Linked DNA regions of Oryzias latipes: region 2 is linked to region 1. The links are chromatin contacts, called in public Hi-C maps. All regions are on one chromosome and are shown on one strand. The core of a region is the stretch at or near the end of the contact, and the rest is flanking DNA. Distances in the headings are between cores, read along the strand shown.

What was found. Hi-C and Micro-C count contacts between places; a contact is called where the count stands out from the background.
Region 2: a contact with region 1 is called in a Hi-C map of embryo, with 6 times the contacts expected there. The contact joins the promoter of LOC101170260 here to the promoter of LOC101160640 in region 1. A contact is called at or near these places in 4 of 5 Hi-C or Micro-C datasets (embryo and fibroblasts).

What each region holds. Positions count from the first base shown.
Region 1 is chr3:28,367,833-28,373,310 of ASM223467v1, reverse strand. It overlaps LOC101160640 (neuroplastin), which reads right to left and starts at 4,178. Exons shown (of 9, transcript XM_020700179.2): 1 at 3,559-4,178. The coding sequence starts at 3,634. LOC105357793 (calcium homeostasis modulator protein 6) reads left to right here and starts at 4,365. Exons shown (of 2, transcript XM_011493129.3): 1 at 4,365-5,478. The coding sequence starts at 5,265.
Region 2 is chr3:28,525,994-28,531,603 of ASM223467v1, reverse strand. LOC101170260 (trans-1,2-dihydrobenzene-1,2-diol dehydrogenase) reads right to left here and starts at 2,118. Exons shown (of 7, transcript XM_004067299.3): 1 at 1,987-2,118. The coding sequence starts at 2,076.

The sequences.
Region 1 (5,478 bases), core at 2,929-5,428:
GAAACAACAGAAAAATTAAAAAGTGTGATTTATCACACAACGAAGAAGCGATAACGATTATTCCTTAACATTATGCTAAATTTAACTTTATCATTTTAGAGGAAAATACAAAATTTTGTAACTATATTCTTTAAGGGCCAAAATTCAATAATTCATTCAATCTATTAAAAATGCAAAGGAAATAGTACGTATTTAAAGTCATCTGTTAAAAAGTTGTACCCTGAAAAAACGTATAAAAACAGCCCCTCCCTTCCAAAAAAATAATATAATCTCTATTAAAATCGATCAATGTTTAGACCTTCTTTCTGCATCAGTATGAAATATCTCTGCAGTGATTTCCATCCTGCTTCTAATCAGAGAAGGCCATATTAGATTTCACAGTGGGCAAGCATGACTCAGTGTAAGAGTTTGGCTCAAGTTCTGACGTTTATTTTCCAGACTCGCAAATGAACCTTTGTCCGAGCCTGCCTGAAACATGATAATGGCCGTTCTGCTGTACCAGGCTTGGGGACTGGTTTAGACATGGCAGCAAAGAGTTGTTTTTTTACACTGTGATATTGGTTTCTGTCTATGTTCACACTGAACCAGTTTTAAGTTCTGTTAAAATTAACTTTCAAGAAGCTGTTCAATTAAAATAATAAAAAAATAAACTGTAATGGTAATTAATTCAATTTAGGTTAATTCATTCTGCAGATCTTTTTTACAACCTAAACATTTTCTGATGTATGATTCTGACAAAGATTAATTAAATTACAGAGACTTCTTCTTTGGTCTTTACATTAAAGACCCACTCCAACGAAAATGGTATTTTTTTTAACATTTTCTTGTGGCATTTTCTTTTGATGGAGCAAGTCTAAAATTGCTTTCCTAAATATTTCTTTATTCAAATCATTGTGAATCAGGAGCAGACAAAAAAATACTGTTTGAAAAGGCTTGAAGGTGTGTTGCAGAAGCCTACAACACCAAGCCACTAGCTCCCTGCTCCGCTCCATGCCAATGCACTGAAGATAAATAGATCCATGCACATCTTTGTTTTCCTCTTCTGAGCTGGCATCTGGCTCCAAACTGTACAGCTGGATAGCTCCAAAATTGCTTGCCATTTTAGTACAAAGCTGATGATAGGTTGAGGTTGTGAAGGGCTGTAAGCTAATGGGAGAGTGTGTAAACAGATGGATTATAGGATATGGACCAGACTTACTCCACAACAAGGGTCCCACCCACAACTCAGAGCCGAATCTCAAATGAACCTCTGCCGCTCTGCAGAAACTATGTCCAAGAAAACAACACAGGTATTCTGCTCTATAATTAAAAGTCCACTGGGAATGCTTTGAAAATTGATCAAAAGATGATCGGAATGGGACTTTAACTTGGTCACTGAGATGAGTTAACACAGTCAAACCTGCAGTTTTTAGCTGTTTTAGTTTGTTTTGTTTGTGACAGCAGTCAAATCGAGTATCGGCCTTACTCCAAATATATTCATGTTGACCTTGCTGTAAACATGTTTGATAAAAATATAGCTGGATATGGGGCTTGTGGCGATAAAAAATCGCACATTTACTTTTTTAACGCATGCTTATATATGCAGAGAGGGACAAAAAAAACAAACAGAAGGCAACATGCTTAACAGGAGGAAGTAATGTGAGTCCCAAAGGTAATGGTCCAGGTCAGCTCTGACCATCTCCTCAACAAGCTTTATTTTCTTTTAACATCACATTATGTCTCAATTTGAACAGTTTACAACCACCCAGTGATTCTTGGGGGGCTGCACAGCTGTGCACAAGGAGGCCGGCTATTAAGAGTTAATGGATTCACTTTCACAAAAGGACCTTAAAGCCACAGTTCTCACTTCTCCATCTCTGTGGTAAAAATAGAAACCCTGCAGAATGGAACGGATGCAATTCACAGTCCTCCAAATATCTCTTGCTCAACTGGCCACCTATGGTGTCCCTACTTTTCCGGAACAAGAGGAAGGGATGACACAGATTCCCTCGGCTTCGGAGACAGTGATTAAATCTCATGCACTTATAATTATTTTTGTCCCCACATCCCCGCCATATCTCTGGGAAATCGAGCATTGCATAAGATGGGATGCAGCAGTTATTCTGGCTTTTGGATGCGATTGGAAGAAAGCTCAGCCCTAAACACTGTTACCCCTCGTTTCAGAGCTGCAATTAATGAAGCGTACATTAGCAGACTGACAATGGTTGATGAAATGGTTGCAGATTGTGTGACTGGGTAGCACCAGACTGCTTCTCAGTGACCACACAATGGGCTTATGAGTATGTGTGTGTGTCTGTTGTGAGAACTGGCCCTCAGGGACAGGACATTAATCCTGGCCAAGGACCACTAGAAGTGTTTGCTTGAGCTTTATAACCAATGCAGAGCCAATTTGACATTAAATTTTTCAAAACAGCAAAGAAACAGTATGTGAAAGCACACTATAGAGAAATTACCAACAAAGATGCAAACAGCTACAAGAAGTACTTGTTTATATAACTGCTGTGAAGTGTTAGTTTGTTTGTCTCTCCACCAGCTGGAGATGGAGCATTTCTTTCTGATTTAATGGAAAGTGATTGTTTCATCGTGATTGTCTCTGCAATGTTAGAATACTTTGTTTGACCAAAAAAGTGCTGTAATCGGCAGGAGGCATTTATATCAGCTGGAAACGTAAATCCGCACGAGGCACTACACTTGAATTTTTCTCAACCTATCATGAAAACACAGATCTCATTAAGTCGTTCATAGTGGGAGTCCATTTATCCCACACAGAAAGGACAGAGTGGGCATTAAGCTGTCAGATTCCAAGTTTTTTTTCCTAATTTTTTTTTTCCTGTGAAAGAGGATTAGACTAACTCAGTGACACTGTTTAGTTAACATGTGGGTTTTGACGTGTGGGCAGCTCCTTTACAAAAAGTCAGTAATTGCATTGTCAAAAACGGTAAAGAAAAACTTTGAATTCGAAATGCAAGAAATTCTCTCAGAAAAGGCATAAAATTAGAAAGGCTGTTGACCTGGCTGGTTAAACTAATTTCATGTCGGGACATGCTGTATCAGAGGACAGCCAGCAGCCAGCCCTGACATTTCCTTAAACTGAAATTATCCACTTTTATTATGATCAACTGATGGTGAACTTTGGAAATGCACACATCTTTAACATCCAGCATATGTGCAGCCTTGATTTGTTTTGGTAACAAATGGCCTAATTTGCAAAAAATATGGAAGAATGAGCGACTTTCTAAGTAAACAGAGGTATTTTTTGTTTTATTTTGACTGAAAATAATGGCATACTTCTATTTCATTTTGGGAAAATGTGCACGTATTACTACAAAACCCACAAAGTCCAGATTTGTCCCAAGAAGAACGCCTGGCTGTTGTCCACCTGCCAGATCATTCTTCAAGCATGAACCCAACCCTTTTCAGTGATAAAGGGATACTAACTCTTGGGTTATCTCTGTTGAGATGCAAAAATTCCCCTAAAAAAAAGCCTTGTCAATCTTTTACTCCTCCTACAAGCCACTTTCAGCAACAGTAACAATTGCGCCAGATCTGCGTCCTTACCGTTCTGGGACGAGGCGAAAGGCAGCATCAAGTTCCCCAGAAGGACCACCGCCAGCATCACTGCGTTCGGCTGCATCGCTGGAGCTCCGCGGGAGACGCAGCTCCTCGGCAGGACGAATGTGGGAGGAGATACCGCGGAGGCTATTGATCACAAGATCTAGAGAGATGTGCCAAGCATAGCTTTCAAATGAGTCCGCGCAGATGGTTTAGAAAATACAAAAAAATCCAGTAGAAATGCCTCCTCGATTTTAAAACCTTAAAGGAAAGCAGTTCGGGAGGAGGCCGGCGGCTCATGGAAGCCGATTTGCGGCCATAGGTGGCGAAGAAGCCTCGTCGGATTGCGGAGGAAGGGTCTTTGGATGTCAAGGGGATTGTCCACGGTGGGATTGAAAAGATTCCGAGATGCGCGCACGGATGCGCATTTACGCTCCCACGGTCACGGTTCGGTGATTAAAATGAAAGTAGTGCACAAATGACTCCCGCCGGCAAGTGATGTAGCCGAAACATAAGTCTGTTATCAGCAGCGGTCTATTTTTAATACCAAAGGAGGAACAGATGCTGGTAGGACACCAACGGGAGCGACGACAAGCCGCGCCTGCCCAGTGCGCGCATGGCCGAGGATGAGGATGAGCACAACAGCTCACCAGAATAAAGCCTCCGTCCGACCCTTGATATGTGTCTGTGTGTATTTTAGCAAGAAATTACATCAATTGGTATTGTAATTTTAAAAATGTATCAGTTTACCACTTGGAGCAGCCTTAGTCTGTCAGATTTATGGAAAATTAAAACTGTATGAAACTATACAGCTTTTCAAAAATTCACAATAGGAGTGGTGTAATTTTAAAACAGAAAAACAACGATAAACTACCTGTTCTGTCCCTATTATTACAGGCTGCATCATTTTTTTAATCTGTTTCTTGCTTTCCTTATAATTTACCATCTTTCTCTGCCAGGATGCGGATGCTCTTGAGCGCACTAAGGTCATTTATAAATTATGTCATCTCATCAGTGGCCCGGGTGCTCTCAGACTGCATGTGCCACATCCCCCCTTGAAAGTTCAACATGGCCTCCCATAATCCCCTCCTGCCCTTAATCTGCGCTGCTCCGTGTGCGCCCTCATGCGGCCCATTTGGGTAAAGCCCGAGCATGTGTCATTTTTCACTTTTGCCAAAGTCTTACTTTGAAGAAATATACGAAAAGGTACAGAAGACTTCTGTTTCATGTTTAAAACACAGTTTCCAAAATACTTTTTTAAATAAAAAATTGTTTTTGAAAAAATTAGAAGCTTATGTTTCTCTTAAAAGTCTAATTCCTTAAAATAACAAGAAAGTTGCAGCTCTGGAGAATATAAAAACGCATGAAATCTTTCTTTGGGCTGTTAGTGTCCGCCTTTGCTCAGCTGCAGAGTAAAGTTCCCTCCACTTTACAGCCCGCCCTCCAGTTTGTTCACAGCACATCACATTTGAAATGTAACCCCCACCTGAAACCTCACACAAGCCAATCAGCTGGAGAAATGTCAGCACAGTCGGCACACCCTCCTTTGTTCGAACCCAATCAGAGTTGAAGTGTGGCATTTTGCCTGAGGGGAAAACTTACCCCTGGATGCGTTAAGTACGCATCACTTAGCTGTTGCCAATGTGTTCACAACGCTGGACCCCCATTTGGGTTTTTTACAGTGTTTGCCTCCATTCTTTGGTCAATCTAGTATGGAAAGTAGACAACAATGGCTTGCCAGGCTGAAAAATGAACTTAGCAACAGTCCTCTGGTGTCAAATGTGGCTTTTGGCTTCATCCTCATGGGACTAGAGAAGCTGGTGGAGCTGGAGTTTGAGTGTCCTTGCAGACCTGCGTGGAACGGAGCTTTTTCATCCGCATTCTTCATCATTCCTGCCGTCATGGCCTTCACCTTGATGCTGATCA
Region 2 (5,610 bases), core at 869-3,368, 160 kb before region 1:
ATACCAAAAAGGTGCCAGAAGATCTCCCTAAGATTCTCACTCTTCACAGAGATGCTATAGAGCAAGTACATGAGTACAAATACCTTGGGGTCTTACTTGATGACTCCTTGACATTCAAGCCCCACATTGAAAATGTTGTGAAGAAACTAAAACTGAAATTGGGTTTTCTTTTTAGAAATAAGCTTTGCTTCTCTTTCAAAGTAAAAAAAAGGCTTGTGACAGCAACATTTCTATCTGTTTTAGACTACGGGGACCTTTTGTACATGAATGCTTCAACTCATTGTCTTTACAGATTAGACTCTGTGTATCATGCTGCTCTGAGGTTTATCACCAATTGTAGAGCATTAACACATCACTGTGAACTGTACTCTCATGTGGGGTGGTCATCTCTGTCCACAAGAAGGCAAGGACACTGGTACATTTTTATTTACAAGGCCATGCTTGGACTGCTTCCCTCCTACATTGGAGATTTACTACAGAGGAGAAATGTTGATTCGTATTCATTGCGTTCAAATGATCAACACTTGCTCAGTGTTCCATTTGTCCGCACAGAACTGGGAAAAAGATCTTTTTCTCACGCTGCTCCCACGTCATGGAACACACTGCAAAAAAACTGGAAGCTCCCTGAACTTATCTTTTTAAATGATTTTAAAACCAGACTGAGAGCACTTGAGGTCAACTCCTTTAAATGTAACTGTTTTTATAATTGAATGTAATTTTATTTGTTGTCTGTGTTTGTAACTTTTTGCTGCCTCTTGGCCAGGACTCCCTTGCAAAAGAGGTTTTTAATCTCAATGGGACTTTCCTGGTTAAATAAAGGTTAAATAAAAAAATAAAAAAAATGTACCCTTTTGAATGCCCCCCCAAAAACCAAAGTCAGATTCTAAGTTAGGTCAGAAAAACAGTATCTAAATTAGAGAGAATCAAAGTTTTGTTTTGTTTTTGACACTTGATATAACAAACTTACTAGTTACTTTCTTTTTTAGTTTTTTAAGATGTAAAAACTTGTCTTACGAAAATAAATCTTGGATATATTACAATCATTTAATCTTGAAAACATCTTATTTTAAGTCACATCTCTAATAAAACAAGTATTTTAGACTCACAACTTACATACAATTGTGACAACTTTATCTTAATATGTGTATTTCCAGACCTTAACTAAATTGGTCCAGAAATAGAGATTGTTGGACTGTTGGAGTGCCTGACATGCAGTGTCAGGACATTATTTTTGGTAAAAGTTTTTAAAAAAAAAAAAAAAAAAAAAAAGCATATTTCCAATTATCAGAGCAATATTTCTACATTTGAGTGTTTATAACTAATTTCAAGATTTTATTTTATCTTAAAAGATAAAGACTTCAGAAGTTATTTTAAGAAATCTTACTAAGACAAAGTCTACTAATTCTACTTCACTTATAACAAGTGGAAAAGAAAATCTTGCACTCTATATTTTGTAACTTTTTTTGTTTTGTTTTGCAAACAGAGGGTGTCTGTCAGGAGTTGAACTCTGAAGTTTAAGGAAGACTTTTCCAATCTGGAGTTGACAACGAATTAATTGAAAATCAGCTCAAGTTTCTGTTGCACTTTGAAGAAATAAAACACGGATTTTAAAGATTTACAGTCAGTAAGAGTGGGGATGACTCCGATGAATGACATTAAGTGACTCCACAGAAAAACTACAAAAACCATGTCCCCACGTAGTCCATGTTTTACGGTAAAGGTGTCTCGACTTGACCGTCCAGCGTGGGGTCCGCCCCACTGTGCACTTCCCAAAATGTTTGGTTCTTCTTTCTCTATACTTAAATTAATGGACGTGCTTTACCCCTAAAGGCAAAAGCATTAGCGAAATAAATAAATAATAAGCATTAGCCCTTGCCAAGTTCAGATAGAGAAAAGTAGTGAATGAGTGTTTTCGAATTATGCCATAGAACAAGAAAGAGAACTCTGCTTTTTAAGTGCTAAACTGTATAAGATGTGAACGCAAACCTGATGGTCTGCAGAAGGAAGAGTTTTCAGAGCCACAGCGAAGTCCTGGCTGATCTTCCCCGCGCTGCAGATCCCCCACCTGGTTGCCATGTCGGATTGAGCTGGACTTTACCCCGTCAGGACCGAATTATATCAACAATGTAGTGGCTTTTCTCCACCACAAGGGGGCGGCAGAGTATTTCCTTTTGCCAGTGTTTGTTCAGCAGGGAGGCCGTTTGTGACGAGTAAGAAAAGAATCAGGAAAAATCTGGACACCAAAGTCAGTGATAAACAGATAAATGAATGAATAAATGGTATACGTCAAAAATAAATTAGGAAAGCCGTGAAACATGTCATTACAAAATAAGAATAATAAAATAAAAACTAAAAATGATAAAAATACAATGAAAAAATAAACAATTAAACAACTTAGTACTATCCAAAAGCAAGGGTTTTCAAAGATCCAGTCCAACATAAATTGTGTATTTTGGTGTTTTTAACATGTCCTTTTCGTATTTTCTCTCGATAGAGGACATATTTTTAAAAAAGCTCAAAATTGCATTTCTGAGTATTTCTTTTTTCAAATCGTTTGTAAATCAGAAGCAGATAAAAACTTGCTAGCGAGCCGCAATCTCCCTGCTCTGCTACATGCAGATGCATCTACTTGTAGATGACCAGATCCATGCACGTATTCATTTTGCTTATCCAAGCTGGCATCTGGCTCAAAACTGTACAGCTGGATGGCTGCATCATTGCTCGTCATTTTTGTTGAGCCGGTAATGTCAGGCTGGGGTTGTGAGGATCTGTATCTCGCAGGAGAGAGTGTAAAAAGAAATTGAAGGATTTTAAAGAAGCAGGGGCGGGGTTACAACACGGCAACAGTTCTGACTATAGTTCAGAGGCAATTTTCTAATGAACTACTGCCGCTCTGCAGAAACTATGTCTTAGAAAGAAACACAATTTCTTTTGCTTAAATAAACCACATTATTTCCCTACAAAACTACAGGGAATACTTTGAAAATAGATCAAAAGAAGGTTGGAGTGGATCTTTGCTTTTAGCTGCGAGCTTACATAAGGTAGGCACATCAAGATCCTACAAGGTCATCCTCCAATTAATGGGTTTAAAATTGAGTACAGATGTTTCTACTTCTTTTTATTTCTTTAGGTTTTTTCCCTGGTTTTCCATCCAGCACTTGCCTTGTGATCATGTTGTGTTCTCTGTATCACACTATGGAAGTTCTTTGGATCTTTAGCCTCCTAAAAGCACTGTCCTGACAATTTTCTTTGGCTTATGAACGTCTAACTATTTTAAATGTCATCTGTCTTTGTTTTAAAGCAGGAACTATAAAACAAAACTAATCACCTTTTAAACACAAGTATTTTCTTTTTGCGGAGATATTAATTAGTGTCATCTTCCGAACTTTTCTTTTTGTTTTTGCCACAGAGACAGCAGAAATAAGCATAAACCAAGAGAAGAAAAGCAAAAATGATGGATGAAATATTTCCTCAATAATTGGCGGCAACCTGCTCTATTTTAGATATTGCATGAGTTCAAATAGTGACAACAAATACTGACTTACCTGGGGTTTTTTTTTTGCTTAATCCTGGCTGGACACTGCAGCTTGTTTTTTGAATGTTTTTGTCCCCTGCTGTAATGGTCAGACAGACCCAACATACCACTCAGACTCTTTTCTTCTCTCCTAACCGTTTAAAATAAAGCTTGGCTTTCGCAGTCCAACCTTTACTGAACCCAACATGTCTGCAACACTAATATAAAACACAACCAAAGCTGATCAGTTTACATTTTGACCGATCAGATTTCATACAATTGTTTAATTGCTTGTCATTCTGAATAATGCATGATTTAGTAAACACCTAGTAAACTTTAACTGGACTCACATAATACAATTAAAAAATCAAAAACTATTTGTGTGAAATCTACTTAATTAATTAAATAAAAACTATTCACAATCCCAAGTAATCTTTGTTGAAATGACAGTTTGTCAGACTTCTTCGTCCCAGCGCACACTGCGTGATCCTCTGATCTCCCTCAGGCAGCTCCCTCCGTTCCACCTGAGTAGGTTTATTGTAGGTCAAGGGAACATTTCCTGCTTTTCGGGATTGTCACCGACTGTTCTGCTCAAGACAGCTCCCACCTGCTTTTTGATTTTATCCATGATTTCTGTCCAGCCAAGGCAGCTGTGGGGTCTCCTTCAGTCCTCCAGATGCAGAGGAGTCAGAAAAAAGGAGGAGATTTCCGTGTTCAACCACTGTGTTCATTTTCTCAATGAAGCCTATAGGTGAAGCAGGGATGAAAGGATTATTCAAATAAAGGGAAAAAGGACAACAACCTTGTAAAGCTACAAGATCAAGGATATTCCAAGGACTGATAGCAGCTCTAATTCAGGTTCCTTTTAATCTGAGTCCTTTTTTGAACCCTGGCAGTTTAAGCTTTTTAATTTGCGTAAAGACAAATATGCAATTTTCCTTTTGTCTGGACTGACCTTTAAGTAAACACTGCATCACTTCCTCAGGTTCACAGAGAAGCCCAACACTGCTTCAGGGGGGAGACTTGCTTTGCTTGTCATTTACCACCAGTGGTAGAGAAGAACATGGGTTCAATGATAAGAGAAAAAGGTGGCGAATTTTCGACAAAATCTGAATAGGAATCAGTAAAAAGAGATTTCTGTGCAGCACCTAAACTGTGATGCTGCACTAGAGAAAGGTAGCCTAAATAGGAAAAGAACACCAATCATTAAAAAAAAAACACGTGAAAGAAGTAAAATTCTCTGCAGCAGGTAATTTTTCAGTAATTTCTAGTAAGAAATGAAAAATCTAGAAACAAGGAGTTTTACGCAAGCATTAAAAAAGGGAAAGAATGAGCTAAAACGCTAACTTTTAGATAGAATTACTTCAAATGGACTGTCAGGTATTTTTGCTAGTTCTAAGCAAAATGTTTGTATTTTTAGAATTTGTATGTAATTCATTTTGATTACAGTGACAAAAACTAGTGTAATAAAGGGAAAATGACACATTTTAGAACAAAATGAGAATACGATCTTAGTACAAGTTGGCCCATCTTAATGAGTCCTCATAAAATCTAAAACTGCATTTATTCTGAGAATATAAATCTCAGTTTTTGCATACAAAATAATGTTCTAAAATTCCAGTACATGTCAACATTTACTAAACTTTAAAATTTAAAATCCTTAGAACTGAACCAAAAGTTATTGTTCAATTGAATTTTTCTTTAGTCTTAAATCACGTTTTTCAATTGTCAAGAGTATGGAGCTACATTTTTATTGACAATTATTGATAATTTCCTTATTTCTAGATTCTAGCTTTTAATGAGACAAAAAATCTTGACTGTGGCGATTTTGAGAAAAGCTTGGAAAGCTGTAGAGCGAGTTGAATAATTCTGGTAAAATATCTTGAGTGTCTAACAAAAAGGTTTTAAATCTTTGCAACTATCGAATAGTTTGTTGTTTGCTGATGACAGCGCCGTGGTAATGTTTTGGATTATTCCTTCTTTTGGGAAAAATTATTACTGAAACCACTGATGGTTCATGTTATCTCAAAAATTTGGCATCAAACATAAAAAAAGGTTAACAGTAATAAATACTAAAATCACCTTTAAATTTTAGT